Linked DNA regions of Mus musculus: region 1 is linked to region 2. The links are chromatin contacts, called in public promoter capture Hi-C maps. All regions are on one chromosome and are shown on one strand. Each heading gives the region's core, a stretch centred on a gene start, on an enhancer-like site or on the middle of the called end of the contact. The rest is flanking DNA. Distances are from core to core; before and after follow the strand shown. Region 1 has its middle 21 kb from the start of Spa17. Region 2 holds the start of Robo3 (roundabout guidance receptor 3).

Region 1 (2,811 bases), core at 157-2,656, 160 kb before region 2:
AGCAGGCTGGCAGCAAACTTGGAGATCTGACTACCTCCACCTCCTGAGTGCTGGGATTAAAGACAAACAACAAATGTTTTAAAAAGAAACTCACTCTCAAAAAGAGGGAGATGTGGCCACAGCTCCCTTGTAGTGTACTTGATAAACTGTGTTTCCAAGGAAGATGGAAAGGTGGAAAAGGGAAGGTGTTATACAATGTTTCATGTACTGTCTGGAAATTTTTTTTAATTTTTCCATAAATGGATGTCATGAACCAGAATGCACTTATTCTGCTCTTGGGAATGAGAGTTGACGCACTTCTAATAACACTTATGACGAGCATCCTATGGGTGAGTTAAGAACGCCAACTGCAACCAGATGCAGCTGGAGGAGGAATTTCACTGGGAACAGGCTTTGAGGTTTCAAAAGCCTGTGGTGTTCCCAGTTAGCTCTCTCTACCTCACACTTGTGGATCAAGATGTAAGCTCTCAGCTACTGCTCCAAAACCATGCCTGCCTACCTGCTGGCATGCTTTCCACCATAATGGTTACAGATTCTAGCCCTCTGGAACTGTGAGCCCCAAAGTGAGTTCCGTTGGCCATGGCATTTTGTCATAGCAACAGAAAAGTGACCAAAACAAACTCACTTTTTTTTCTTTCACTTTTGAAAAACTGTGTGTGTGGGGTGTGTGTGTGTGTGTGTGTGTGTGTGTGTGTGTGTGTACCTGTGTGCCTCATACTGCTGAGTGGAGATCAAAGGACAACCTGCAGGAATTTGTTTTCTCCTCCCACAATAAAGGGTTCCAGAGATTGAACTCAAATCTTAGACTTGGTACTTACTGGTACCTGGTACATCTCTCCTCTCTCCTGCCCACAAGATAATATTTAGAAGCAAAATGATTAGTTGGGACTCCACCTAGATTTGACTTGTCATCAATATTACCCAGATCATGAGATCCCATTTTCCTATGTGAATACAATTGTTACTGCGATTTCTCCCTCTCCCTCTCCCTCTCCCTCTCTCCCCCCTCCCCCTCTCCTTCCCTCCTCTCTCTCTCTCTCTCTCTCTCTCTCTCTCTTCCCCCCTACCCCCCTTCTCTCTCTCCCTCCCTCCCCTTCCTCCCTTCCCCCCCCCTTTCTTGGATGTGGGGCAGAGAGAGGGAGGGGGTGGGATGAGAATTGACTTTGCTTATTGGAAGGTAAAAATGCATGAAATCCCGAGTATTCAAAAGCTTGGGGTCCATCAGTTAGCAAGCCATCCTCTGTGCTCCAAGGCCACTGTAACAGGCTCTGTGAGGCAGGGACTGACTGCTCTTTGCACACCACGAGTCTCCTTTGCCAGCTGCACCTCTTTTAGACTGTGGCAAAAGAGATCCTCAGAAGAGACTTCAAGTCCAGAGGAGGAAAGTACACCTCCTGTCTGCTTCCTGTCTGCTCCCTATGCCTGGCAGAGCCACCGACAGTTCTTCCTGTCCCCAGAGCAGCAGCTCAGTCCAGAAGCATGTACAGCCCAATTTCAGCGCGTAGTCACCCACCAGTATCCTAAGATGTCCGAGTTTCAGCTGCAGGAGGCAAGTTTTGATAGTTCTAACTTTTCTTTGTCCTTTTAGACGAAGAACTGGTGGATAGCTGCCTCCAGCAGTGTCTGTCTCTGTAACAGCTATTGTCTCTACAGCATTCTCAGTCATATGGTAACAACTCTGTTTTCCCAACTAATAATTAACATTAAATTCCATAATGTAAAGTGGTTTCTGAATCCCAATAAGACTGTGATTAGTTTAAGTGAAAATCAAATCAGACTTTGTTTTACTTAGAAACTTGTTGATTAACATAAAAATTTAACAGAAAATTAAGCATGTGCATCTAATTCTTTGTCCTTCAGAAATGCCGTTATTTTAAAAGCTAAGCCTAGTTAGAGCAGCAGAGAGTGAACAATGCTAAGACTGTGAAAGTGGGAAACCACATTTATCTAGCAGAACAGAGACATCTGAATCCTAAACCATTAGTGAGAGAGTCAGAGAAACATTTTGTACCAAAATTCACAAAAGATAAAGGACCAGTAGGTGTCAGGTATCAGACCTAGAAGTGAAAGGTGGGGGGTGAGATAGGGACACGCATTTTTTTTTTAAAAGTCAGTCAACACTGTTAGAAAGTCAGTTATGTCCCTCAGTTCTTTCCTGTGTTCATGCCTTGCCCTAACAGATAGCTAAGCTTTATAGTCCCAAGAGTAGTATGATCTCTGAACTGGGAGATACAGAATTTACAAGGATGGAAATGCCAAACCCAGGGTCTCATTGTTGTGAAGAGACACCATGACCAGCGCAGCTCTTTTTTTTTTTTTTTAAAGATTTATTTATTTATTATATGTAAGTACACTGCAGCTATCTTCAGACACTCCAGAAGAGGGCATCAGATCTTGTTACAGATGGTTGTGAGCCACCATGTGGTTGCTGGGATTTGAACTCTGGACCTTCGGAAGAGCAGTCGGGTGCTCTTACCCACTGAGCCATCTCACCAGCCCCAGCGCAGCTCTTATAAAGGAAAGTATTTAGTTGGGGGCTGGCTGGCAGTTCAGAGGCTTAGTCCACTGCCATCATAGTCAGAAGCATTGTAGCATGCAGGCAGATATGGTACTAGAGAGGTAGCTGCGAGTCCTACATCTGGATTGGCAGGCATCAGGAAGAGAGAGTGACACTGGATCTGGCTTGGCCTACACCCCGTGACATAGTTCCTCCAACAAGGCCACACCTACTTCCAACAAGGGCTCATGTCCTAATCTTCTCAAATAATGCCACTCCCTATGAGCTTATGGGGGCCATCTTCATTCTATCCT
Region 2 (2,902 bases), core at 105-2,604:
CTCCGAAGCACTAAATGCCCCCAGAATTCCGTGGGCAGGACACTGGATTGTAGAGACAAACTGGTTGGTGGGGCCATGTTCCTCTACTCTTGACCTGCTTTTGGTTTGGAATCTGCCACAGCTTCATCTTCCACCCTGGAATTGAGTAGCATATAGCGCTCTGAGCTGTCTTCCTGTGCAGGTGTCCCCTTACATATCAGAAGCAGCCGCTGCACGATTACATAGCCTAAGAGCAATCCAAACACTTACTTGTCCACAGAACCTACAGGATGGGAAAGCCACGGTCTCTTGCTCCACATTCAACATCATTTCCAGTCTAGAGAAAGTGTGTGCAGGAGAGGGGCAAAAGCAAAGATGGTTGGCTGCAACATCTCCAAGGCTAAAATAACCCCTATTCGAGACAGAACCGGGGCTTTGGTTTTCCTGTTGCACACCCCACCCCACCTCACCCCGACCGGGAGGATAAACAGCTGTTATCTGGTTCCAGCAGTTTCACACAATTTGGCATTCACCCGGTCTGTGACACTTTGCTTCCTTTGTTCTAGACTTTTGGTCTCTTCAAAACTGTCAAACAACTTCCTAAAACACGTCATAGTGGAGCAATGCACTATGCTAATAGGTGCGTGCTGCCTGGATTCTCGGGGTCTCCTCCAATTTTACTCAGTTCTGAGCACCCGGCAGGATTTCCTGACGGGGCGGGGGGGGGGGCGCATCTGGAGCAGGACTCCAGGTCAAGTTGGATCTCTGTATCCCTGTGGGTTCCTAGTGGCAAGCCACAGGATTAGGAGGAATCGGACGCGCACGTGGGGCGAGAGGTGATCCAGCGGTGGAATTCTCTTCTTCCCCTCCACCCCCACTCCCAGGTATCCTAGCACCCTGCGCTCACGTTTCCAGGACCCAGAATTTGAAAGGCACTGGAAGCTGGGACATTGAGAGCTCAACAGTGTCTGCTCTCCCAATGCCTCAGTTTCCCTGACGTCCGAGAAAGGAAATAATTCCTGCTATAATTTTAGAAAGAAGGGCTGAGTCTGACAGAGGCTCAGTCCGCGTCTTGGGGGAGAGAGAGAGAGAGAGAGAGAGAGAGAGAGAGAGAGAGAGAGAGAGAGAGAGAGAGAGAGAGAGAGACTCTCCCGCCAGGTTCAGAGCAACATTTGATGAGAGGAGTGTGGGGCGGGGACTCTAACTTGCGCGCGGCCCTGTTAGTGGCCATCCTGGTGGAGGTGGGGATATGGAGGAAGGCGGATTAAGCCCTTAATTACGGCGTGATCCGAGTGGCACCTGCTTTCCGCCCGCCCAGCTCCCAGGGGATTCTGGCACTGGGGGGGGGGGGGGTGGAGAGAAGAACCAGCGAAGGAGGACAGCCCGCGCAGAGGCACGGCCGGTACCCAGGCACGCCTGCAGGACAGCGGCATCGTGGCTGCCGCAGCGCGCAAAGGCTGTGGAGGGGCTTACGGCTCCCGGCCCGCGGGTCCCAGACCCAAGGGCTGGGCTCCGAGGCCCCTGCCCAAGACCCAGGCGGGCTGCGCTATGCTGCGCTACCTGCTTAAAACACTACTACAGATGAACTTGTTCGCGGACTCCCTGGCCAGGGACATCTCCAACTCCAGCGAGCTACTCTTCGGCTTCAACTCCTCGCTGGCAGCGCTCAACCCTAGTCTGCTTCCTCCTGGAGATCCCTCTCTCAATGGTGAGACTGTTCGATGGGGACCTTAGATTTGGAGATCGGGATGAGAGGGCTGCTTGGAAGGGAAGACGGAAGGTCTCCTTTTCCAGGACCCAGGGGCGCCTGTCAGGGCCCTCCTGGGAAGTGGGGTCCCAAAGGAGCGTCTGAGTTGGTGTATTTGCCTGTGGTGGAGGGCTGCTGAGCCCCTTTCTCCTCATCTCTCCTACTATCCACCTACCACACCCACCCCAGGTGGGAGAAATGTAAAGGGCAAGTTCCAAGCTAAGAAGGAAGGTTAGACCAGGGCACGATGTCGCCAGTCGGCCAAGGCTAAACCGGGCACTAGGTGATCCACCCAAGTAGCAGATGCCACTTCCAGGACCTAAAGTTTTCAAAAACCTCACTCAGAGCAAGGGTGGGAAAGCCCCCAACTTTGTAGGTGTTTTTACGCGGAGGGTCAAAGTCAGCAATCTTCTCAAGGAAACTTAGTATTAAGTTTGTATCCCCAGTGAGACTCACAGCTGACCCAGCCTGGCAGAGCGATGGCGAGGTCGTTACTGCTAATTACAGTGATTAATAAATAACTTGAGACAGCGCTGCCCCCCCTGAGCGCTGCAGGCAGTCTGGAGAGAGGCCTGATCGCGCTCCCTGCTGGCTACGTCAGGAACTCTCCCTCTGGAAGCCTCTGCCCAACTTAGGCTAGGGCCCCGGACTCTGGACATGGTCCACCTTTGCAGTCTCTAAAAGATGAAAGGATTCTCTCTCTCTCTCTCTCTCTCTCTCTCTCTCTCTCTCTCTCTCTCTCTCTCTCGTTCTCTCTCTCTCTCCCCCCCCCCCCCGTACTCAGGTGCAAGGGAGGAGCCCCAGAGCCCTATTTGCATGGCCATTAGCTATTCATTAGGCTGCTGTCGAAGCATCTCTGGAGACCAGGAATGACAGGGAAGAAATTCCAGGGAAAGAGAGCCCTCGGCTGTGTCTGCAGGAATTAGAGGGAAAGCGTGGATCAGAAGGGTGTTGTGTGGAAGGAGTTTGAAGAGGGCTGAGATTCTCCAGTCTTGCCACCTTTGAGGAGTCCCAAGAGACCAAGCAGTTATTTTCTCGGATTTTTTACTCACCTAGAGCTTTATACCAGACATCTATCTTTTCATTTAAGCTTGAAAAGTCAGGGAGGGACGATGGTTGTTGGTCACTACACACTGCCACTAGGGAAAACAAAACAAAAAAACAGCTATGGAGGAT

What was found. Promoter capture Hi-C pulls out the DNA fragments that hold promoters and counts their contacts.
Region 1: a contact with region 2 is called in a promoter capture Hi-C map of the HPC-7 cell line. The contact joins the enhancer-like site here to the promoter of Robo3 in region 2. A contact is called at or near these places in 14 of 39 promoter capture datasets (the C10 cell line, the HPC-7 cell line, cranial neural crest and 10 more), 1 of 15 datasets of contacts at CTCF or cohesin (large pre-B cells), 1 of 484 Hi-C or Micro-C datasets (bone marrow-derived macrophages), 10 of 115 datasets of contacts at active chromatin or transcription factors (bone marrow-derived macrophages, embryonic basal ganglia, embryonic forebrain and 6 more) and 3 of 9 other capture datasets (adipose tissue, liver and pancreatic islet).

What each region holds. Positions count from the first base shown.
Region 1 is chr9:37,591,441-37,594,251 of GRCm38.p6, reverse strand. No RefSeq gene overlaps it. Among named protein-coding and RNA genes, the nearest start is that of Spa17, 21 kb to the left of the region's middle. Within about 2 kb of position 1,406, at least 10 of the 459 cell types and tissues checked have an H3K27ac peak or open chromatin away from gene starts, as enhancers often do. A contact at or near this core is called in the HPC-7 cell line and pre-B cells, where this site is marked.
Region 2 is chr9:37,431,627-37,434,528 of GRCm38.p6, reverse strand. Robo3 (roundabout guidance receptor 3) reads left to right here and starts at 1,354. Exons shown (of 28, transcript NM_001164767.1): 1 at 1,354-1,687. The coding sequence starts at 1,528.